3 separate regions of the Mus musculus genome follow, and regions 1 and 2 are each linked to region 3. A link is a contact called in public HiChIP or PLAC-seq and promoter capture Hi-C data. All regions are on one chromosome and are shown on one strand. The core of a region is the stretch at or near the end of the contact, and the rest is flanking DNA. Distances in the headings are between cores, read along the strand shown.

Region 1 (3,661 bases), core at 553-3,052, 170 kb before region 3:
GAATGTCCAGGGTTTGTGTGGCTGCCTGATGCCATATTGATGTCGTGGTTCATGCTGCCACTGAAGTTCATGTGAAGGTCCGTGGTCCTACTGCAGCTGGGAGGCCTTATTGATGTCCATGGTCCATGTTACCACTGAAGGCCATTTGGAAGCATGTGGCCTGTGCTGTCGTCTGAATTCATGTTGATGTGTATGGATGGTGCTACTGCCAGGGGCCATGGTGATGTGAGTGCCTTGTGTTGTCGCCTGAGCCCGTGTTGCTGTCCTTGGCCTATGCTAACACTGAGGGGTGTGGAGGTGTGATGGTGTCCTGGCCTGTGCTGTGGCCGAGGGCCATGTCTGGGGTCTGCACTGCCATTGGAAACCATGCTGATGCCGGAGGCCGGGTGCTGTCACCAGAAACCACATGGAAGACCATGGTCTGTGCTCGCACTGACTCTAAAGGGCAACGGAGCGACTTTGCAGTGGTAGCAATGGTGGCACATATACAGCTGAGAGATAGGAACATGGAATAGAAGGATTCTGTGACAGCGTACCCCACCTCCCCCCACACCCCCAAAGGAACAGCCTACAAGGAAAATCATCAATGGAGCTTTTTAAAAATTTGATAAGAATTCTGGGGTGCAGCTCTCTACAACTGCAGGCTTCTGGTGGGGTACGGGTAGAGAAGGACTCTGTTTTCTTTATGAAGCTGGCCACTTGGAGTTTGACTGTGCTCCAGTGAGCATCTGGGTAACACAAAATGGACTATTTTTAAAATTTTATTTGGGGGAAGGTCACAATGCGGGGGCACAGACCTTGGAGGACTGAGAAGTGAGTGTGTTGGGGTACATGATGTGAAAATTCCCAAATGATGAAAAATTATGCATAAAAATTCATATTCTTGCAAGGCATGGTGGCTTGCTCATACCTTCACATGCAGCAACACTCTGGAGGCAGAGGGAGGGGATCCTGTGAGTTTTACGGCAGCCTCCCTCCCTCCCGTCCTGATCCATCCCTCTCTGTCTCATGAGAATGCAAACAAGAGTCTACAGGATTATAATAAAGTGTGATATGACATAATCAGGTAAAGCAAACACTAACACATCAGAGTAGACAAAACAGACAGGAGGAAAAGAGCTCTGTCAAAGGCACAAAATTGATACAGACTCAGAGGAAATACTCGCTCACACACTCATGAACCTCACAGAAATGCTAAAGTGGAAAACATAACATATACCCAAGGAAATGAAGGGTAAAAAGAGAGAAAAGTATATAAATAAAATAAAAATAAAATTAATCCCAGCAGATGCAGAGGTGGGTTCATCCCTGAGTTCAAGGCTACAAGTTAAGTTCTAGGAAGGCCAAGGCCAGGGCTACACAGAGAAACCCTGTCTCAAGAAAAAAAAACAAAAACAAAAACCTGTGGCACAAACATTATGAGACACAGGCCCTCCAGAGATGCTGTTGAGTTGGTTTTCTGTTGTCCATCTACTGTGGGGCACTCAGAGTACCCCTAAGAGTGATTTGTGTCCATAGTGAGACGGGAATTTCATTACCACATCAATATCACTGCTTTTTTCGATCTTTTAAAATTATTTCATTGTTAATTTAATTTTGCATGTGAAAATTCATCCCTGTTTTCAAGAGTTTCCATTTGAACGCTGTGCTGTTAAGGAATGTGCAGTGGCTTTCTGAATTTCGTTTGCATCTATTATTATGGCTCCCTTCTGATCAATTCTGTTGGTGACACTGTCCACAGAAGTCTGATACGCTTTCCATTTCTAGTGTTTCGCTGTGGCTCTTCTTCAGTACTTCTGTCACACTGAGTTCCTCTTTCATGTCCTGTGTCTCCGTCCTTATTGCATTCAGCTGCGTGTGTGGTCTCTTGGGATATTTTCAGGCATCTGTTTTATTCTTTGAGTTCTTTGAACACACAAATCCTCTTAAGCTATTTTGGAGGTGGTTTCATCTGTTTATTTTCACTGGATACCACTACTGTAGAGTAATAATGATCTTTGGGGGATTTAGGTTGCCTTGGGTTTTCTTGTTAACTTGAGTATTGTGTTGAGACTTGCATATCTGGAACTAGATGGTTGGTTGAATCTATTTCCTACCTACCTTCCCTTTATTGTTTCAGAGTGGGCATTTCTGGGTTAGCAGTCTCTTTACAGTCTTCACTGTGAAAGGGTACTGGGTTATTATCACCTGGTAGGACTGTGTGTGTGTGTGTGTGTGTGTGTGTGTGTCTGTCTGTCTGTGTAGTGTGTGTGTGTCTGTCTGTGTGTGTATGTGTGTCTATGTATGTGAGTGTGTGTGTGTGTATGTGTCTATGTGTGACTGTGTATGTATGAGTGTATGTGTGTGCGTGTATTTAGAGTCTGGGTAGGTGTGCTGACTTCACTTAAGGAAGGTTCGGGACAGTAGCATCTTAGGCACTGTGATTACCAGTGTGATGGGCAGGATTGAAGCTTCCCAACATGCTGAATTCACCATGACAACAGGGGAGGCCAAAACCTCCCTAGCACTCTGTGCTCGCTGGGGAAACAGGCAAGGCTGAAGTCTCCCAGGTATGCTTGTTTATTGGGTGTCATTTTTCTTTATAGCTGAACAAAATTCTACTATATATACATACCACTGGCTCTGTTTTCTAGTAACTGAGTATAAACTGACTATATTGCTAATATGACGTTTGCTTCATTTTGTTTAGAAAATGGGCAGTGCTTTTTGTAATGTCATCTTTCTGAATTATATCTGAACAAGGCTTGTTATGTTTTTCCTACACCACTAGAATGGATAACTTCAGTTTGAGTGATGCGTATTGTTACAGGGACTAGTGACGTTCAAAGACGTGGCCATTGATTTTACCCAAGAAGAATGGAAGCAACTGGATCCTACTCAGCGGAACCTATATAGGAATGTGATGCTAGAAAACTACAACAACTTAATCACAGTAGGTAAGATAATGTACCTTTTCTAAAACAGATGCAATTGTTAATGTTGATGAGCCTTGCCTTGAGGTGCCTTGAGATGTTGCTGTCCCTGCCCCAGCTTTCGAAGGAAAATCTTTGGTGGCATTCCAGGGTACAACATTCTCAGAAGTTAGTACACCTGGCTCTCCCAGGCCCAACTCAGAATCCAGGGTTGTTTTTGTCACTCGTGTGTATACCCAAACCAATGTCATCCCCTCCCCCACCCCCCAGGCCCGCCACTCACCAAACCTGAAGTGATTTTCAAGTTGGAGCAAGAGGAAGAGCCTTGTGTGGTGGAGAGAGAAGTGCTGTGGAGACCCTGTCCAGGTTAGTGTGTGTGTGTGTGTGGGGGGTGGGGGGGACCCAGCCAGGTAAAGCGAGAGGACCAGTAAGTGACTGGCCTGAGATGTTTCCTAAGGTAGATTCCCACAGCGTGTAGTAACAGTTATGTGAAACTAAGATGTTCTCTTTAAAAAAAAAAAAAAAATTCCCTGCACTTGGGAGGCAGAGGCAGGTGGATTTCTGAGTTTGAGGCCAGCCTGGCCTACAAAGTGAGTTCCAGAACAGCCAGGGCTATGCAGAGAAACCCTGTCTCAGAAAAAAAATTTTTTTTAATTACGTTTTTTTGTGTACACACATGTGTGGGTGCATGCGTGTTATGGTGCATATGTGGAGGTCAGAGACAAGTTGTACAATCAAATTTGGGACAT
Region 2 (4,126 bases), core at 1,214-3,713, 240 kb before region 3:
CCTCCTGTCCAGCGCAGCACCCTGAGCGACAGCACCTGTTGCCCTACCCTGGCAACAAAGCACAGCAAACACATGCCAAGCTGCTCAGCATGTCTGATTTGCCCACTGTCTACCGAGCAGTACATGCAGGACACAAACTACAAGGAGTAGTACATCGTAGTTATCACAGGTCTGTTCTCAATATCTCTCTCTCTCTCTCTCTCTCTCTCTCTCTCTCTCTCTCTCTCTCTCTCTCTCTCTCTCTCTCTCTCTCCAAACTTCCCACCCCACTCCTTGAGTCTTGACACAGGCACTCAGGGAGCAGGCCTTTCCTGCTAAGAGCTTCAGTCTCATCTCTAGCTGCCTCACCAGGTTCTTGGTTGAGACCACAGAAATTCTCCACTGTACCTCTGACTGGAGGCGGGGAAAACCAGCTTCTGAAATACACCCACAATGTTCTGTTCTTCACAAGACAAATCCAGGAGCCTTATGCAAGAGCCTAAACTAGTGGGGTTAAGTGGCCTGAAAAGGGGGTTCACTCCAGTCACCCTGCTCACCTACAGGGTAAAAACTCAGAGGCACTAGTGAGGCTCACAGTTGAGAGCAGCAGTTCACTGGACGACAGAGATCAGATATTCCCTTCACATCAGTGCTAGAACAGGGGAGACTCACTGGGAGAGGGGAGTGACTTCAGAACGGAGATGCCACACTGGGTTCCCAGCGTTTCCTTCCTTCCGCCTACCCCTGACCACTATGCCACTATAGCTCTGCCTCCCAGATTTACTTTTGTCAAGCAATGTCCACTTTTCAATAAAAAACAGACTGCAAGGCGCAGTAAAAATGAAACACCATAGTTAAGACAAGAAACTGACTCAGGTATGACAAGACCATTGTAGTTGAACAGCTGGGATTTAAAATAGAGTCGCATGCAAAAGGCTTAGTGGGAAGGGGGTGGAGGATAAAAATTCTAAAAAATAATAAAACAGGAGTCAATGCCACAACTAGAAATACTACAAAAGAAGCAAAGAATGCCTTTGTGGGCATAGAGCTAAAACTCAAGCTTCCTGAGGAAATCTCCGAGCTCACGCATGTTTTAGTAGAGACTTCAATGCTAATAATAAAAAAGGACAGAAAAACAAGGGAAAGAATAGCTAACTACAGAAAAATTATAAAAGGATTAAAATAGGAGATACAGATTCAATACACAAGTCTATAAAGCAACTTGTGAGTCAGCCCTCTCCTCCATCATATGATCCCAGGGATAAGACGCTTGTCCTGCTTGGCACAAGTGGCTTTGCTGGCTGAGCCATCTCACATCTCTGAGTGATGCCCAAGCCTTACATACTTAGAGGTCCAAGGAGGCCAGGGAAATTAACAGCTAGAAGACTAAAAAACGGAAAAATTCATGTCTCCTATTGCCTACTTCAGGAAAGGTAAGACTGGGTTTTACGTTTAGCCAAGTCCTGCTTTTGAGGACAAAAGTCAACACTCTTCCAAGAAGTTTAACAAAAATCGAGAATCTTTCTGGCTCCCCCTTCATGTCACCTGTGTCCTGTGATTCCCCTGTCCAGCTCCTGGCCAGTCCACCGTGATCCCTTTACACTTTCCTGGTTTCTGTGGTTACTCTGAATCACATATCACATCCGAGGACTTGGAGCTAGGAACTACAGATGAGAGAGAAAGCGTGCTGACTGTCCTTCTGGGTCTGGGCTACCTCATTCAATACCATCTGTTAAACGTCCATGAGCTAAACGGTTTACAGCTGAACAGTATTCACTTGTGTAAATGGAATGAATGTCCATTATCCACTCATCTGCTCAAGGACATTTAGACTGTTTCTGTTTCCTGGCTATAATAAATAGGGTGGAGGAAGGACAAATAACACCCAACTCACTGATAAAGCCTCATGGAATAGTACTATTTTATATTCACCTAAAATTATACTATATGCAATACATGTAAATGTATGTATATACACATCATATATGTGTATCTTATTACACACACATATGTATATGTATGTATGTACGTGTGTGTGTGTGTGTGTGTGTGTGTGTATGTATGTATGTGTGTGTGTGTGTGTATATATATATCTTAAAGGGAGTTACACCACTTGGGTTGACAATGCTCCCGTAAGAACGATAGTCTAACAAAACCCCTAGTAGTAGGCATGAGAAGCCTTCTTTCAAATGAGTGGCAGGGTAGTCAGGACAAGTGACTCTCAAATCAATATGGATTATCGATGTAGTCCTTGGCTACCCTCTTGGCTACTAGGTCCCCAGTGCTAAAGACACCACACACTTAAGAAGCAGGTCTCAAATAACTCAAGCTGGATCAGGTCTGAAAGCTTCCTTCCTTCCCTCGGTCTCTATCATATCATATTAGAAAATACCATGCAAGCTGCCAGTAGAAGGCAGCAACTGAACAGTCCTGCCTACTGCAACACTACAAACTGCGACAATGAGCAAACAATGTGGCAAACATTCTGTAAGGCTGTAATAAGTGGCACTCACATGGTGACCAACAGAGCCATCTAGCCAGATTTAAGGCCTCTCAACAGGAGAAAAATCCCAATTGCTACTGGAAACATAGCCAATTTTCCAGGGTTAGTGAGGTCATGGACCCTAGAAAACAATTACTACCACCACTTTGCTAGATCAACATAATTCCTTACTACATTACATTCTAAATCCTAACCTGAGACCCACAGATAATTGGGTCAGAGAAGCCCGTCTTTGCAGCAAATGCAGACTGTTCTAGAAAATCACAAGTGGATATAATGCAGAGATCAACCAGTTGTAGGGAGCCCAGCCCAATGGATACATCTATTCACACATCACATCTCCCCAATCTATGACTCAGAGAACACTGAGGACGAGGGGATGGGAAGGTTCTAAGAGCTAAAAACCAGAAAGTCAGCTGTGAAATGGCATCTCCTAACAGGATGCATCAACAGCACAGGATCAGTGGCAGTGTCAAAGGACACACTTAAGTGGAAGAGGGAAGTCCCATCCCTACACAATGGCAGGTAACAACTGCTGGGAGAAGGAAGGTTAGCCTCTCTCAGGGATGAGCCCTCTTGTTGGATGCCCAAGGCAAGTGGTCAGCCTAAAACCATTTACACACAAAGAATAAGACCCAGCAAGTTATATTTAAATATTTGTGTGTGTGTGTGTGTGTGTGTGTGTGTGTGTGTGTGTGGTGCATGTGTATTTAACAGAGCTATCAATTTGAGAGTGGGCATGGGAGGGACTGGAGGGAGGAAAGGGAAGGCAGAAAGTGATGTAATTCTACTTCAATTAAAAATATTTTTAAGATGGGCAGTGGTAGAGCACACCTTTAATCCCAGGCAGATTTGTGAGTTCTAGGCCAGCCTGGTCTATAGAGTGAGTTCCAGGACAGCCAGGGCTATACAGAGAAACCCTGTCTCAAAAAAGACATAAACCAAACCAAACCAAACCAAAAAAAAAAAAAATTTATACACACACACACACACACACACACACACACACACACACACGTGTCTAGCATCCTGACAATGTAGTAGTCACCATGTCCATAACACAGTCAAAAGTACTAGACATCAAAGATACAGGAAGACTAAACAAGAAGAAAACAAATCCGAGAAAATGACTCAGAAGACAATATAGAGTCTGGAACTATGAGAGGACTTTTAAACTTGAATGTGAAGATTTATCATTTCACTCGTTTCCCATGTATGATACCATTGGCCATATACTGAATGTAGTAGCATGCAGTGTATCTTCAATATCATACAGCCTTCCCCACTACGTCCACACAGTTCTCACCATTTTGAATACATTTGCTTTCCCCTATTAAACATCACTCCACTTCTCCCATCCCAGGCCCTGATAAGCTCTAATCTAACTCCCAAATTCTCATATTCTAGGAACTTATTTCAATAAGTGAAAGTATATAAACTTAGCTTTCTGTGTTTGGCTTTCTTCATTTAGCATGTTTTCAAAGACCTTCCATGTTGTAACATGTACCAGGATTTCATCTCTTATTGTTAAATAATATCCCATTGTTAAGTACAGACTGGAGTTTAGTCTGATGAGAGGTTGTATCAAAGAGACCTTGGCTTGTCTTTCACCACCAAAATGTTTTTGGTTTTTTTTTGTTTTGT
Region 3 (3,998 bases), core at 727-3,226:
GCCTTTAATTTTAAAAAACGCTATGTCCACAATTGATGGCCTAGGTCTCTTCGAGAACCCGGTAAAATGCCTGCTGTTTTTTCTTTTTTTCTGCAGGCAGCCTGAGCTTCTCCAAACTTTTGTCTGAGAGTTTATGCTCAGAATTGTTTTTGAAAAAGCTTTACTTATTTTATGCTTATGGGTGTTTCACCTGCACGTGTGTCTGTGTACCACGTGCATGCCTGGTGCCCTGAGGGGTCACAAAGAGGGGACTGTATCTGCTGGAACTGGAGCTATGGACAGCTATGAGTGTGGGTACTAGGGACTGAACCCAGACTCTCTGAAGAGTAGCCACGGCTCTTAACCACCGAGCCATCTATCTAGACACTAGACAGATGAATAAAATGAAATTCTGTCCAAAGTTCAAAGCCGTGCCTCTAGGCTACTCACTCTTCGGTGTTACCATGAACAGGTTCAATCATCTTCAAAACCTCCACATGCACCTCACCCCAGGACTAACCAATTCTATCTCACCCCACACTCCCTTTTACTAGGACAGTAGGAAGAGTTCCTCATGTCATGAAGAAAGGCGTTTCTGTGGATTCCTCCATACCAAGCCAAAAAAAAAAAAAGGAACTTGATCTCTCTGGAAACCGTAAACAAAAAAACAAAGTACATTTCAGGAACTTCAAATAATTTCTGCAGGAACTGGCCAGGTGCAGTATTAAAGTCCATTAGCCCACTTAAGCTGCTATAACAAAATACCAGAGACTAGCTTATAAATAACAAACTTATTTCTCTGTTGTGGTGGCACTGACAAATTAGGTGTCTAGTGAAAACCGATTTCCCCGGTCCCCAGATGGAGTCTCTGGACTGCACTCTCACCTAGAGAAGGCAGGTAGCTCCAGGGAGCCAGGGCACTACTCCCATTTAATTACCTTCAAAAAGCCCCCACCTTCTAAACCCACCACACCGAGGACTAGTTTTGTAACTATAAACTGGACAGGGTGAAGATGGGGTACAACGGAGACTCCGTGTGCTCACTATGTCTGCTTCTTGACAGAAAAGCCTAGAGCTGAGGAAGTTGTCTTTTTAGAACCTGAAGTGGATCACCCAGAATCATGAACTTCAAATTCTGACTTCTCTAGTGGTAGTCAACAGAGGCTAAGATTTTCTAAGAGTTCCCTAAACAAGGCTAAATGGCTACTCGGAGGGTGTGACACAAAAGTAGGAACCCACAGTAATTACGTTTTTTCAAATACAATTTCTATACACTCATCCGTTTCTGAGACAGGATTTCACTATGTGGGTCCCGGTAGCCTGGAACTCACTATGTTCCCACGGCTGTCCTCAAAGTCACTGACTTCCAGCTTCCGCAGCTCGAGTGCTGAAATTATAGATGTGGGTCACCATATCTAACTCCTAACTACAGTTAAAAGTCATGCTGATTGGTAAACTGATCTATCTTGAACACAGAAATCCTTACCGTCTCTACTATTTAGCTTTCTCCCCCCTCCCCCCAAATTTTCAAATAAACTTGACATAAATGGTGTCCCGCACCTCCCGCCCCCGACTTTGCGTTGCAAGACTAGAGGATCTGGTAACCACCTACTACCCACGTTCTGCTGACTTCGCGCACTCTCTCTCTCTCACCCTCCTGTACAATCCACATCCTCCAAAAACCTTTTCGCCCATGCAGTCACACTCCCGCCGCCTTAGTCCCTCTTTAAGCCTCTAGCGCCATCCCGGAAACCGGGTGGGTCCCCTAGAGCCGGCCTGCAGCCAGCGACCAACAAATACAGGCCTTAAGGACTGTATTTACACAAAGCACTTAAAACCAAGGGCAGACTCACTTCAAAAGTATAAACTGCGATCTCACGGCTTCGAACTCGGACGACCAGCGAATACCGACCAGGACAGTACCGGGTTAGGTCGGGTAGGGCACTGAGATGATCCGGAACAACCTCTTTCCAGCCACTTCCGCCATGTGGCTGAGCATTTATAGTGGACTACATTTCCCAGAAGGCGGTGCTACTTCTAGAGTCTGCAGGAGAGTTTCAGTGTGCGAGAGAGGAAGTAGAGATCTGTTGAAACTAGAGAACGGACGATTAGTTTTCTAAAGGGGGAATTTCCCAAGGATCCAAGGCTTGAAGTCTCTGAAACTTAAGCAGTTTCGGCTCTGTGGTGGGGGTGGATCTTTACTCCAGCTACAGAAGCGAGGCAAGAACCCGAGCAAGTGATCCAGCTCAGGACTACATTTCCCAGAAGACATCACAGACCGCGTTCTCGGTAAAGAACTCATCCTGCTATTGACAGTCGGATATATGAGGGCTCTTAAGAGCTTCTCCAGTGTGGTGTTCCAAGCTCCCTGAAGGAATGAGACAAGGCTGTTAGGACTGGGAACGACTGGATAGGGCAAAGATCGCCCTATCTTTACTGGAATATTTAGTCTACTTACCACTCGATAGCCACAAATTTAAATGTGCTGCATTAGCCTGGGTTGAGCATTGCATGTTTGTAATCCCAGCACTCAGGAGGCAGAAGCAGGAGAATCAAGAGTTTTAATGCCCGCCTCGGTTACATAACAAGTTTGAAGCCATGGTTACCTAACGACCTGTGTCCATAAAGGAAAATAAACAGAGAGATGGTTCAGTTCTTAAGAGCATCGTCTGTTCTGTTCCAAGCACTTATGTTGGGCCAATCATGAACATTTATGTTGGATCAAATTTTATGGAATTCCATATGTATGTATGTATATGTATATATATATATATATATATATATATTCTCACTCATATAATGAGAATTCAATGTCGATCATACTGGCTTCAAACTCTGGCCCATGTCTCTGCCTTCTGTTTGCTATGATTAAAAGTATGCATCACTGTGCCTCAAGTCTTGGTGGATTTTGTTATTGTTGGTTGATTTTGTTGTTGTGGAAGCAGAGTTTTATTAGGAAGACTGTCTCCGGGGGGAAGAGAGAGAGAGAGAGAGAGAGAGAGAGAGAGAGAGAGAGAGAGAGAGAGAGAGAGAGAGAGAGAGAGAGAGAGAAGAGAATATCTCGCTCACAAGATCTAGGTTTACCGGCAGCCTGAAACCCAGATTCCGCTTTTTGGATTTCTAGGTTCCTGGTCTTTCCGGGACCTCCTGGGACCCTTTCTAGACAGAATTCCCAGAGGAATTCTCCGTGAATCGGCTTAGAGCAGATGTTGTGGCAGGGGTTACACGAAGGAGGATTTGGTGCCCTGGCTTGTTTTTCCCACAAGGCACTGCGGCTTGGACTCCTCGGTTTGAACTACATTTCCCAGAAAACAACGGGTGCAAGCAATTTACAGTTCAGCCCCAGTCCCCAAACACCCCGCAGGGTTCTCAGTGCTCGGCAAAATGAATTCAACCTAAATCCAAGGGCGGTGACAGGAGGAGGGCTCTAAACAAATGTTTCAAATTTGGAGTTCCTGATTTGGACATGGAGAAGCCGCCAGTTGTTACTGGAATGTAGGCCTGTGGGTTAGTGAAGAGCACAGGAGCACTTTGTGTGTCTGTGTGAAGGAATGTGCGGGAGCGCGTGCATGTGTGAAAGGAGGAGAAGGGGTTGGAAGAGAAAGACAGAGGAAAGAGGCAGAGACAACGGGTGGTGGGTAAGATGGGAAGGGCTGGGATGTTTCTTCTGAATTGGAAGCACAGTGAGAAGCTGTGACCAGTGGGTGACATTACAGGCCGTGAGGGACAAGTCTTTGCTTGGGCTGCTGTAGTTCTATGTGTCAGTGACCCACCTAAGTTCCTTACTGTTTTCACCACTCGTTCTCCTCACGTTGACTTCTTGGGGCTGACACTGAAAGGTCTGTGAGAGGGAAGACATAAGCTAATCCCTAGATTAAGTTTTTCAGCAAGAAGACACAGCATTGTTAACAGTGGGAGGCATGGGATGCTGGTGGACCAGTCTCGTTCGTACAAGTCTCAGAGTCCCTGCTCTGTAAACCTGAACAGACAGCATCCAGTTGTTATGACTAAAGAAGCTC

Evidence for each region. Promoter capture Hi-C pulls out the DNA fragments that hold promoters and counts their contacts. HiChIP or PLAC-seq counts read pairs in DNA pulled down with a chosen protein or histone mark.
Region 1: a contact with region 3 is called in an H3K4me3 HiChIP or PLAC-seq map of the 230-238 cell line, with 19 read pairs. The contact joins the enhancer-like site here to the promoter of Zfp84 in region 3. A contact is called at or near these places in 7 of 39 promoter capture datasets (the 3T3-L1 cell line, 3T3-L1-derived adipocytes, the C10 cell line and 4 more), 2 of 484 Hi-C or Micro-C datasets (the HL-1 cell line and embryonic stem cells), 3 of 115 datasets of contacts at active chromatin or transcription factors (the 230-238 cell line, bone marrow-derived macrophages and extraembryonic endoderm stem cells) and 3 of 9 other capture datasets (adipose tissue, liver and pancreatic islet).
Region 2: a contact with region 3 is called in a promoter capture Hi-C map of the C10 cell line, with 2.4 times the contacts expected there. The contact joins the enhancer-like site here to the promoter of Zfp84 in region 3. A contact is called at or near these places in 5 of 39 promoter capture datasets (the 3T3-L1 cell line, the C10 cell line, cranial neural crest and 1 more) and 3 of 115 datasets of contacts at active chromatin or transcription factors (the 230-238 cell line, bone marrow-derived macrophages and embryonic stem cells).

The regions. Positions count from the first base shown.
Region 1 is chr7:29,937,217-29,940,877 of GRCm38.p6, reverse strand. It overlaps Zfp74 (zinc finger protein 74), which reads left to right. Exons shown (of 6, transcript NM_178384.4): 4 at 2,810-2,936; 5 at 3,183-3,278. Among named protein-coding and RNA genes, the nearest start is that of C230062I16Rik, 13 kb to the left of the region's middle. Within about 2 kb of position 1,802, at least 18 of the 459 cell types and tissues checked have an H3K27ac peak or open chromatin away from gene starts, as enhancers often do. A contact at or near this core is called in the 230-238 cell line, where this site is marked.
Region 2 is chr7:30,004,073-30,008,198 of GRCm38.p6, reverse strand. All of the region lies in intron 6 of Zfp568 (zinc finger protein 568), which reads right to left. Among named protein-coding and RNA genes, the nearest start is that of Zfp568, 22 kb to the right of the region's middle. Within about 2 kb of position 2,463, at least 6 of the 459 cell types and tissues checked have an H3K27ac peak or open chromatin away from gene starts, as enhancers often do.
Region 3 is chr7:29,766,530-29,770,527 of GRCm38.p6, reverse strand. It overlaps Zfp84 (zinc finger protein 84), which reads right to left and starts at 1,976. Exons shown (of 5, transcript NM_023750.2): 1 at 1,833-1,976. It overlaps Gm38983 (a long non-coding RNA gene), which reads left to right and starts at 2,275. Exons shown (of 2, transcript XR_881933.3): 1 at 2,275-3,474.